Linked DNA regions of Mus musculus: region 2 is linked to region 1. The links are chromatin contacts, called in public HiChIP or PLAC-seq maps. All regions are on one chromosome and are shown on one strand. The core of a region is the stretch at or near the end of the contact, and the rest is flanking DNA. Distances in the headings are between cores, read along the strand shown.

What was found. HiChIP or PLAC-seq counts read pairs in DNA pulled down with a chosen protein or histone mark.
Region 2: an H3K27ac HiChIP or PLAC-seq map of SST interneurons shows a contact between it and region 1, with 7 times the contacts expected there. The contact joins two enhancer-like sites. A contact is called at or near these places in 1 of 15 datasets of contacts at CTCF or cohesin (the NIH/3T3 cell line), 3 of 115 datasets of contacts at active chromatin or transcription factors (SST interneurons, astrocytes and embryonic stem cells) and 1 of 9 other capture datasets (adipose tissue).

Annotation. Positions count from the first base shown.
Region 1 is chr8:114,454,900-114,460,881 of GRCm38.p6, forward strand. The region is part of intron 4 of Wwox (WW domain-containing oxidoreductase); the gene reads left to right. Among named protein-coding and RNA genes, the nearest start is that of Wwox, 18 kb to the left of the region's middle. Within about 2 kb of position 1,407, at least 24 of the 459 cell types and tissues checked have an H3K27ac peak or open chromatin away from gene starts, as enhancers often do. A contact at or near this core is called in SST interneurons, where this site is marked.
Region 2 is chr8:115,739,842-115,745,559 of GRCm38.p6, forward strand. No RefSeq gene overlaps it. Among named protein-coding and RNA genes, the nearest start is that of Gm51552, 23 kb to the left of the region's middle. Within about 2 kb of position 2,975, at least 44 of the 459 cell types and tissues checked have an H3K27ac peak or open chromatin away from gene starts, as enhancers often do. A contact at or near this core is called in SST interneurons, where this site is marked.

The DNA.
Region 1 (5,982 bases), core at 157-2,656:
CCGAGGGTGGAGCTGTAGGGTAGGCTGTGGCAGATGCAGTTTCCAAGCCCCAGGTGGATCAAGGGTGAAGGCACGGATGCTTGCTTGGGGTTCTTCATCGTAGGTTAGCATGCGAGAGGGGTGCTCATGGAGTCGGGAGGGACAGGAGCCAAGTGTTACATGGAGTTAGTGTTCTGTGTCCTCTCATTTAAGTGACTTTAAATTTATTTTATTAAATGTATTGTCTATGGGGAATGTAGAAAATAGAGATAAAAAAACCAGAAAACAAACAAACAAACAAACAAACAAAAAAAACAATTCAAAATCCTTACAGTTGGAAGCATATGCCAGTGTTCAGCATCTGTGATCCGAGGCAGTGGCTTTCCTCTTTTCTTCTACTGGGCTGTGAAATGTATCTTTCCTTACCATTAAATATTCCACCTCTTAAATGGTTGCATACTATTCCATTATATGGCTCCAGCTATCTCCCCAGTGTGGCACATTTGGGTAGCTTCCAGCTTTTTAATAGCCACGGAATGGAGGCAGACATTTTGCAATTAGATGTTTGTACCCATCTGTGACATTCTGCAGCCTTATTTTGTGCAAGGAGAATTGCTGAATCGACGGATTTACCCACTAATCTTAATATCTTGATCTGTGACACTGCACCCCTAAATTGTTGTACCAATCTGATTGCCAGTTGTTGCTCCGTGTCCCTGCCAATCTTGGGAAGGGGCATAAAGAAAAAGAAAAAAAAACTGTCAATTAAATCCTTATGCCTCCGATTATACCCAAGATGTAGCCGTTCTTCACGCCGGGCCATTTGTACTTATTCTTTTATGAATTGCCTTTTCATTTTGTATGCATGGCTATCAGATACATATTGATTGCTGATTGATTGCTCGTTCCATGCAGTATAATTTAATTTTCAAAATGTCCCTTTCTCTTAGAAGTTAATTTATCTCAAAGTGTCCCTTACTCTAAGTACATATTCAATCCTGTGATCAAGAGGCAATTGAGAGAGAAGCCGGCCTGACTTCCCCTCTTGCTTCTGTGAAGTCCTCTAGGCTTCAAGGCTATTTGCTTTGCTTAGCACACTCACATCCTGGGCACGGAATGGGAGAGGGGCCCTCAGCTCAGCACTGGCTGGCTCACGATGGGGTTTGAGAGGCTGGTAAACAGTAGCCAGGAACTGGTGATTCTGGGATTGGCGCCTCCCCACCCCCCATACACATCCCAGCTCCCCAGATCTGTTAAAGCTAGTCGCACCATGCCGGAGCTTTCCCGTGCATTTGTTCACGTGACAAGCCGGGCTCCCACGTAGCGAAATTGTACCAATGCCGAAAATAGCTCTGCTGACAGGCAGGGCAGGCTTGATTGGTGGCGGGTTTCAGTCTGGAGAGGGGCAGGCGGGCGAGGAGTTCTGACTCTAGAAGCAGGCGTGACCTAGTTTTCAAACTGCTCCCCTCTTCCTACCTGAGTGACTCGGGCCAGGTGACTTCCTCCAGCTCATGGGCCAGGCAGGTAGTTCTCCGTCTCTGCGCAGTTGTTCAGGATGGAGATGTGGGTCCCTTGCAGACACTCGCCCTGCAGCCATTTCTGCAGCGGATGCTCGGGCCCGGAATGAGTCCTTATACTAAGTTGGTGTTCCCTAGCTTTGTGCTTTACAGGTCCTCCCGAGGATGGCACCGGAGCTCTGCATTGGCCCCGGGATCATCTTTTTGATCGCTTTGAATAACTGGTAGGCATTGACTGGTCTTTAGTTTGGAAAGATTTTTTTCCCACCTTTTGGTTAGAAGTCAGATAGTACCATCATGTAGCCAAAACAAACCAAACAACACCCCTCCCCCCAAAACAAAACAAAACAAAAAACAAAAACCAAATCCAATGAGGCTGTCTGGTTATTGTTTCTGTAGCCTGGGAGCAGAAAAAGATATCACAGACAGGGACTGGAGGGACTTGAACCGTTAGCCCTTGTATGACTCAGATCACAGTTGTTTCATTAGGACCCTCGCTCATGAAACTCCTGGTTTGCAGGGCTGTCTGCTGTATTAAGACTAAGTGTCCAGGTTTGCAGCCCCTCTCCTCTGGAATACGCGAGAATGAGTCAATGCTGGCGTGTGATTTTATCAGCACCCAGAGGGTCAGCACCTTGACTGGAGGCTCTTGGGACATAGAAGGAAGAAAACTAGTGGAATGACAGTTAACTTGTTCAGTGACCTAGGGCAGGCCACTTTAGTATTTTAAATATAAGGCTCTTCATTTGTAAAATGTAGAGACTCTCTGTCTCTTAAAACATTTCGAAGTTACATTTATTTGTGTGTGTGTGTGAGAGAGAGTGTATGTGTGTGTGTGTGTGTGTGTGTGTGTGTGTGTGTGTGTGAGAGAGTGTGTGTGTGTGTGTGTGTGTGTGTGAGTGTGTGTGTGTGTGTGTGTGTGTGTGTCTGTGTGTGTGTATGTGTGTGTGTGTAAGGATAACTTTAACAGTCTCTTCTCTTTCTACTGTATGGGTCTCTGGGATCCAGCTGTGGTCATCAGGCACAATGGTGAGCGCTCTCACTTCCTGAGCCGTCTCAGTGACCCCCACATTGGCCTGTTACACATGGGGTTGCGTAGGCTCGGCTGACTTTGAGTGCAGAGACCTAAGCACATGCTACCATTCCCAGCTCTGTGTCTGTTGTGCATGGACCAATTAATGGATGGAAGCATGATAAGGCAGAGTCCCTTAGGATCAGGGTGCTTACGGCTGTGTGTGGAGGAAAATAACCTCTCAGCTGTAGGAAAGAGCCCTGAAGGTTAGAAGAGAAGGGAGAGTGTTTTCATTCCTTCCGTAGATGGAACATTCTAGGCCACTCTTGATAGCTTTTTCACTAGGGCTGCTGAGGTTGCTTCAGGCCTAGGCCCCAGTGTTCAGAAAGGGAGCCAGATGTTGAGGGACTAGACTATGTGATGTACAGCTGGTTTGGTGGCCACATAATGCCAGTGGGCTCAGCGGCCCACTAGCCCTTTCGGCCTGAGAGAGTGAGACTAGGTGTATCAGCAAGCTCTGGGTTTGACTGAGAGTCCCTGCCTCAGTGAGTATGGTAGATCGATGGGGGTGTTTCCTGATAGTGACCAAGGACCTACACACACACACACACTCTCTCTCTCTCTCTCTCACACACACACATGTGCCCACATTTATGCAAATATACACATATACTTGTGCACCATACATACACACTTAAAAATGGGAAGAGAACAAAAACAAACAAAAGGGCCTCTCACTGTTAGCCACTCGTGTCCTCAAGGATGACCCTCCCAAACTTTTGCATTCCCCCTCCCCCGCAAGCCCCCCCCCCCATCTTGTCCTCTAACTGCATTGCGCTCTCTTATGTGTGGCCGGCCGTGATGTAGAGTAACCAGCTGTACTCTCTCAGCTCGGCAGCTGGGTTTAAGAAGCTCGTCTCGGCCGAGAGATCATCAGTGTATTCAAAGAAAGAAACAAAACAGGACCAAACAAACCCCATGCCATTACAGCTTTATCTGTTAGTGAAGACATTTCCCTTCCGAGTTCATGTACGGTTACCAAACTGAGTATCGGGTACATCGGGGAGCGCTGTAACACATCCATTCCAAGAGACGTCTCAGCCAGGAGCCAAGTCAGATTTTTGGCAAGAGACACCATCTTTTCTGCCTGCAGAGCTGATGTCTACGTGCACGAGACTCCTTTTTCACCAAGTGTAATTGCTGCTTGGCCAGCGTCCCCTGCCTCTTGTCCTTCCTTTGTATTTTTCTCTCGGTCAGGGATGGAGCCAGTTAACACTTGTGCGTCATCGCCAGGCACTCTGAGACCGACTAACCAGACTGTACACGTATACGCCATATCTGTCGCATGGTCCTTCCCTATTTATTTAGTATTCATTTCCTGTCACTGCAGTGAAAGAGTATCATGTACCCACTGGCTTAAAACAAACTAGGTTTCTGCACCTCAGATAACAGAGGTCAGAAGTTAAGTTCGTCTCACTGGGCTAAAGTCAAGGTGCTAGCAGGGCTGGTCCTTCTGGAGGCTTTGGGGTGGGGGTTGGGGTACCCATTTCCTTCTCTTTCCTAAAGCTCCTAGCGGCTGCCTGTGTCCCTTGGTTCATAGCCCTATCCTCCACCCTCTAACTTTCCAGTACATTGCTCCAGCTACCTTTTCTCCCAGAGTGGTCTAGCTATTCAGTGCCTCCATCTATCAGCTATTGTGATTATATCCAGTATTTCTCCTCTCCCTCCATAATCCAAGACCATCCTTCCTCCATTTTAAGACCCTTCATTTGACCCCATTGCCAAAATCCACTTTGCTGTGTCAGGTGACAATCCTAGAGATCAGGATGTCAACATCCTCCGAGGAGGGACATTACTGTACCTGGACAATAATGTATTAATGCGTTGTCCCAGAACCTTAGCATCAGATTATCAGGTACACTTCTTGTCCTGGCAACAAATCCTGGTAGAAGTGATTCTAGGCTCAGGGTTCTAGAAGGTACAGTTCACCATAGTGGGGAAGGCTCGGGGACTGAAGAGCTTGCCGTATGCCTTGTTTACATCTCGATGGATCAGGAAACTGACCTGCTGGAAGTGCAGTCGGATTCTGGTCCTCAAGGCCTGCCCCTCAGGGCTGACCTGTCTTCTGTCAGCAAGATCCTATGTCCAAAGGGCTCTGTAACCTCTCAAAACAGAATCACCAGCTGGGAGCCAGGTGTTCAGCCACCTGTCTGTGGGGGTCGTTTCACATCTGGATTGTGATAACTTGGAGAACTTCTGTCCCTCTCTATTTCTTTCCTCAATGAATCTCTGGACTGGGAAATTTTGTCTAGAAAAGCTATGTCTGAGTTTTGGGAGCAGTTTCCTGGCATCGCAGCTATACCAGTTTGATATCTTGAGAGCAGGAAGGTCCATATAGACCTAAAACTTGTGCTATCTTGTCTGCTGCTGAGTCCCTTGGAATCCAGTGATTGGTGTGGGTGATCATGTTTATGTGAGAATGTGCATGTGGGTTTGCACATTTATGTGTGTGTGGTGTGTACATGTGTGTGTAATGGGGATGCCTGTATATAGGAATATGTATACATGCATGTGTTTATGTAGTATGTGTGTGCCTGTGTGTATTGTGTATGGTGTGTGTGCATGTGTACATATACGTGTAGTGTGTGCATGTATATAGTGTGTGCACATGTGTGTAGACTGTGCGTCTGTGTATAGTGAATATGTACATGTATGTAGTGTGTATGTGCCTGTGTGTGGTCTGTTTGTATGTGTGTATGGTATGTGTGTGCATGTGTACATATGTGTGTAACATGTGCGTGTGTGTATATATAGTGTGTGTGTGCACACGTATGTAGTATATGCATATGTGCATGATATAGTATATATGAATGTGTGTGTGTATGTGTGTAGGGTATTTGGCTAAGAGCAGAGCTCCTAGTTATCATTTAGGACAGGTAAAAACTAATGGCCCATTTTATTTATTTATTTATTTATTTATTTATTTATTTTCTTACCATCATGTTAAAATCAGGACATTCTACTTAAAGGAAATCTAAAGTTCTGAGAAATGTGAGAAATCAGTTAGTGTTAGATATGCTCACATATGCTCACAGTGTTAGAGTGCTGAGTGACCCTGAGTGGAGGTGGTGCCTCAGGCATGTGAGTGAGTCCCACAGTGGAGTGTGAAGAGGATTGGTGCCTTTGTAAGACTGGACCCGAGAGCAAGCTCTTTCTGTCTAGGAGGGGGTTGTGTGGTCTGAGAAGGCAGCCTGAGAACCAGGATGAGGGCTGTCTCCAAAAGCCACACTAAGTCAGAAGCCTGACCTTGGACTTCTCTGCTCAGTGAGAGCAAAAGAAAGCTGCCCCTGAAGGCAGCCCGTCTGTGGGTGCTTATTGAATAGTGCTGCCCCCTGCAGGCTACTTCCCTGCTGTGTGTGATCATGTGACCTAGTCGTGAGGCGAGTTTGGATAGGTCGACCCACAAACTCAGAG
Region 2 (5,718 bases), core at 1,725-4,224, 1.3 Mb after region 1:
GTGTCATGCTAAGCTGCCAGGTCAGCAATAGAAAGCTTTCGTTCTTGCTGCGGACACTCATTTCATTCCCACAGCAAAGCACTGCTCGGGACACTTGTTTTTCTCTTTTGGTTTTAGGTATGGAAACTGAAACTCAGAGACGATAAGATTCCTATTCAAGCCCACACAGCTTCTGAAGAGGTGCAGGCAGACACTCCTGCCCAAATCTTTGTGTGTGTGTGTGTGTGTGTGTGTGTGTGATTTCTGTGTGCAGGTACATGTGTGCAAGAAGTGTACCTGTGTTTATGTGAATGTCAGAAGACAACCTCTGGTGTCACCTATCATTCCTCAGGCTTTGCTTCCCCCCCTTTTTTTGAGGTAGAGTCTCTCACTGGCCTGGAGCTCACTTGCCTAGGTTGGCTGACCTAGGGTTCCTCCTGCTCCCCACTTCACCAGTGTTAGGATTAAAAAATGCATATCTCAGTCACAGTTCATTTATGTTGAGTTCTAGGGCTCAAACTCAGGACCTTCTGTTTATAAGTTAAACACATTACCAACTGAGCAGTTTTTTCAGCACCCAGTCTATGTTATTTGACAGTCGTGTGTGTGTGTGTGTGTGTGTGTGTGTGTGTGTGTGTTTTAACCAGGCAGTATGGTTCAGTGTAATATGCCTTAGCAACCTCTCTGGGTGTGGCTCTTGTAGCCAATCTTTTTGGAACCTTTGATATTGTGAATGAGAATCCTAAGGGAGATGGCACAGATCTCTCTCGTCTAGAACGTTGGTGTGACTGGAAGCAGCCATGGACCCTGAGGGAATACTGAGTCCAGAGGAACTCCAACCCAGCTCAGCCTTGGCTATGAGCCCTCATGCAGATGCCTCCTGAATTAGCAGGAGTTCGCAGCTAGCTCCTCTGGAGACCAGCACAGCTCTATAGTTAGAGTCCAGTTTATCTTTTAAGGTTGGGCCAAGTCATATTCATAGAGGTTGTGTCTTGGTTTGTGAATTCCTCAGCTTCTTGGCTGGGTTGTCTTCTTGCCCAGTCATTAGTAGCTATTGATGTACATGTTATAGAGTATGTGTTCCCATCTGATGACAGTTTTGTAAAGCCCAGCGAACCCAACACCCATCAGTCTATTGGATGTCACTTGAATCTAAAGCCTGGGTCTTTTCAGGTTGATAGTTGAGCTGTATCAGATCATGGCAGGCATTTACATATGGACTACCACATCCATTTAAAGTCTATCAAGCTTCCTAAGAACTCTTGATTATTAAAAACAGCACCAACAACAACAACAAAAAAAAAAAGACTTTTTTTTTCAGTTTAAGGGCTAGAAGAAGTCTATGTTAGTCTTACATCCTCAAACATTTTTCAATAGCTATAGCAGCCTAGTTGGGTTTTTGTATAAAATTATACACATTATACAATCTATGCAGAATATAATTAATACCATAATAATTTATATCAGGCCTAATAGACTTTTATATTTCCTGCTTTTTCTTCTGAATATGTAAACATTCCTTGGGCTATTCAATGTTCTGGCAGCATATGTTCATTGATTATATAGAATTTAACTGTGTGTTTTTAAAGTAATTCACTTATTTTGTTTATTTGAAAACAGTAAATTTCCCTTCAGATTTTCAAAAAAAAAAAGCCTGTTGTTTTGATATATACGTGTGTGTGTGTGTCATTGTGTCATTGAATATAATTGCTGGAGATCTGATAGTTTCTCTATAGCATATATCAAAACTAGAGATCACAATGCATTGGTACAATGTCAAGCACACACAGAGCCCAGAATGAGCCTTTGGGTGGGTGGGGGGGGGGCGTTAGCACTACAAAAAAAATCCCCTGTATTTCTAGGTAAAAGTTGCAAATATTTTAAGGCTTTCCTATACAAAGAAGTTTCTAGAAAATTACATCTCTCTGCACTCTTGGGAATATTGCTATGCAGTTTTTAAAGATCATTATTAATTTGGAAAGCAACGTCTCTTTGTTAACAATACCTTAATAGTATTCCCTGACTTTATTCCCTTTGGAGACTCCCATTTTTGTTTCAAGCGACTCATCTTCAACCCCAAACCCAGTGACATCCCCTAAAGAGCTCCAAGAGGCAAACAAAGACCCAGCTAGGCTACTTGGTGTGCATAGGTGGTTGTGTTTACAAAGATAAGTGTATACATGCTCACTATGGCATACCAAGTGAAGATATATACAGAGGCCCAATATAAAGTTGGCTTTAAAAGACTCATCTAACCACTCGTTTTAAATCTTTAGTGGCACAAATGAACAACTTGGCCTTCAGCTTTAACGTGCGATTCACAGCCAAGACGAGCAGCTGTTAGCAGTTTGTTGAGGAGAGAAAAAGAAGTCTAGAGTAACAGAGGCTATGGCACATATCAGGCTCTGTGCTGGGTGCCACGGTGCGGTTTCTCCCTCTTCCTCTCACCATATTTTCCAGTTCTTGGTCTAAGGAAGTCAGTGCTAAGGTTAAGAGGTATCACAACCTCTAGCCAGCACTGCAACAGTCACTGCCTTGTACTCAAGTCCTCTCTTAAGTAGAGCCCTGCCTCTGTGGCCACTTGGACAGCAACTCTTCTATTGGCTTCTTCCTTGTCACTTAGGAATCTTTACTGTTCCCTTTGCATCCTTGTTCAGATACCGAGTAAGATGCTGAACACAGGCGCTGATCACAGACTCGTCTTTGGCTCTCTGAACTGTGACGTTCACTTAGGAGCTTGATAGCTGGGAAGGCCTGGTGATCAGAACACTTCCCGGAAGGAGCTTGTATGCTTCCTTCTTGGGTCTTTGGGTTCTCCTGAGGCCATATCAGTGTGCCTTGTTGGGTTAAAATTCTCCAGCTGAGAGTGACATCTGCCACAGAGATTTCCTCTTCCTCCCAGCTGGGCCCACACATCGCCATGAGTGAGTCATAAGCGAACACTGGAGCTGCCTCCTCTCTCTGTGGGACTTTGAGTCCTCTAACCATACTTGGGCTTTGGTCTCCCTGTAAGGATGATTCAGCGGAAACTTATGGTGAAATGGATCACCATAGCAACTTTCAGTAGATACCCATGCAAATTAGAGAGTGGAAAGGTACGGTTTTCAACATCCCCAGACCAACTGCTACCTTCTGAGGCCTGTGGGGATTGGATCCCAGACACTTTGAAGCTGACACGCAGTCAGCCCAACTGTGTATCACACCTGGCCCCGATCTGCTGAAACCTTCAGAAGCTACCAGGAGATAAGCGGAGCCAGAGGAGGTGGCTTCCCCATGCTAGATTCCACGTTGGGTAGGGAAGAGATCTCAAAGTGGATCTGGGAAATAGCAGGGAGGGGTGTCATGCTTTTCTCTGTGTTATTCACCAGCCTTAGAGTCTACATCAAACACAGTAGATGGACCTACAGAATTTTTGTCAGTCAGAAGAAGGTGACTGTGGAGCTCAGCCGGGACCCAGAGTGTCTGCAGGAGGGATTAGAAAGTCTTTGGTACATATTAGTCTTTTGATAAATGAAAGCTACTTCTGGTCTCCCCTCTGTAGCTCCACAGCCTCCTGTCCTTGTTTTTCCTTCTTCCTTTTTTTCCCCTTGCTTTGGTGTGTGTGTGTGTGTGTGTGTGTGTGTGTGTATGTGTGTGTGTGTGTGTTCATATGGACAGGTACATATGGAGATCAGGGGTTGACATTGTCTTCCTTGGCTGCTCTTCACATTATCATTTGACCCTGGTTTCTTACTGAGCCTGGACCTCAGTCATTCTGCATGATAGTAAGCCCCAGGGTTCCTCCTCTTTCCATTTTCCCAGCAATGTGATCTCATGCACACCACCATGGTATCTGTTCCTGTTTTTTTTTTTTTTTAAATTGATTTAGGTGACTGGGCTCTAAAGACAGGCCTACACAGTTCAGCCGTTGGACTGGGATGGGATGTGCTGCTGTGTGCTGAAATGTCAGGAAGGTAAGTGGGTGTGGAAGAAATGGATCACTGGGACAAACCTGCTGTAGGACGAGCTTCTCTTGTGGTCACTCATCTTTGTGCCAAGATAGGTGGAACTCACTGGGTGAGATCTGCACCAGCCCCAAAGGAAGGGCATTTATGCCACCCCTGGGGGCAGAGTTCTAGGACCTCACAACTTCTCAAAAATTCCTGAGGATGCTGTCAAGCTACAGCACCATGTCTGCCTTGCTCTGCTTCCAAGAGTGAAGTGTCGAAGGGGAGAGAAGGGAATAGGTTGAGTCCAGGGAAAGGAGAGAGAAAAGACACTAGACAAAGGCTGCTGAGCTGCCTTAGTGAGTTCAGGTTGTACAAGCCTAAGGGCCCGGGTTTGAGCAGCACCCATGTTAAAAGAAAAAAAAAAGCCCACAAACAAGTCTAGTTCTTTGAGGATTTCCCAAAATTCCAGTGCTGGGAGGCAGAGACCAGAGGGTTTTGGGTTTCCTAGCCAACTGGTCTAGGGGAACAGCAAGCTACAGAATGAGTGTGGGAACCTGTCTCAAAAGATGACTGAGTAATATTCAACATTGACCTCTGGCTTCCAAATGCAAGAACATGCCCCAACACACACACACACACACACACACACACACACCCCACAAAATTAAATGAAACTAAAGTTGTTGACAGGCCTCCAGTCTTTGACATGGTTAACAATCATCTCTAAAAGAGAATGTTCCAGAATTGGCAGTTGGGCTCATCCACAGGACCTATTTCCTTTTGCATGGTGGGGGGTCGGAGATCTGACATTGTGCATAGCAGCTAACTGCCTTCCTATAGGCTTTCTAATCAACTTCCAGCCCCAAAGACCAGTATAGAAGATTAGACTGCCTCTCTGAGGTCTCTCTTTTCATGGTCCTTCAGAGACTTCCACACACCAACTTTATCCATTGTCTTCTTTACATCAGTAAGTCATATGATCCAAATTGTAAGGACATAAATCTTGCAGGTGGGTGGAATGAGGACGCACACCCACACACCTTTTCTTCATTTAAAATCCAGGTCTTAAATTGCAGTGCAGTGATTCTCAAAGGGTTGGTAATGCTTAAAACAAATTGCTAATGTTAAGGGGGAGGGAACATTATAATCAGGCATAAATTACACACGTATATATTCTATGTACCCATGAACTTGGGTATGTCCATTTAATGACTTGTTTGCCCTGATCGACAAACCAATTCCATCAAACTAAGAAACCAAAGCAGCCACAGGACCACGACAACAGTACAGATTGATTCCAGAAGATGCTGCACCCAGAGCTGCTCCTATCCTGAGAAATAGACATAGTCTTTTAATTTTTATCACTTCATAATCAGGTTATCAGACATGGGCCCTAGTCCTGTGATGCTGCAGGCCCTGTTCTGCGGAGTATCACCAGTAATCCTAACAGCGACTTTCAAGTTTGGCAAAAGACTCATATTTTTTTTTCTCAAGGTGTACTGGTTGGGGAAAAAAAAAAAACCTTCAAGCTTTAAGAGGATAAGTTTTTGCCTTTCCCAACCTGCCTTAACAGACATAAAGAGGGTGGGACAAGGCCTGGAACTCTCTGGGAGCAGGCGTTGTCTCTGGCAGGAGACAGAAGCACCAGATAGCATCACTGGAGATATTAACATGGCGGCAGAGAGCTTGAAGGTCTTGCTGCTCAGAGAAAGATGGAAACAAATCAAAGAATTTCTGGTAAATTGGGTCATAATATTCCCTCCCTTATTGCTTGCCAATGAGAGAGAGAGAGAGAGAGAGAGAGAGAGAG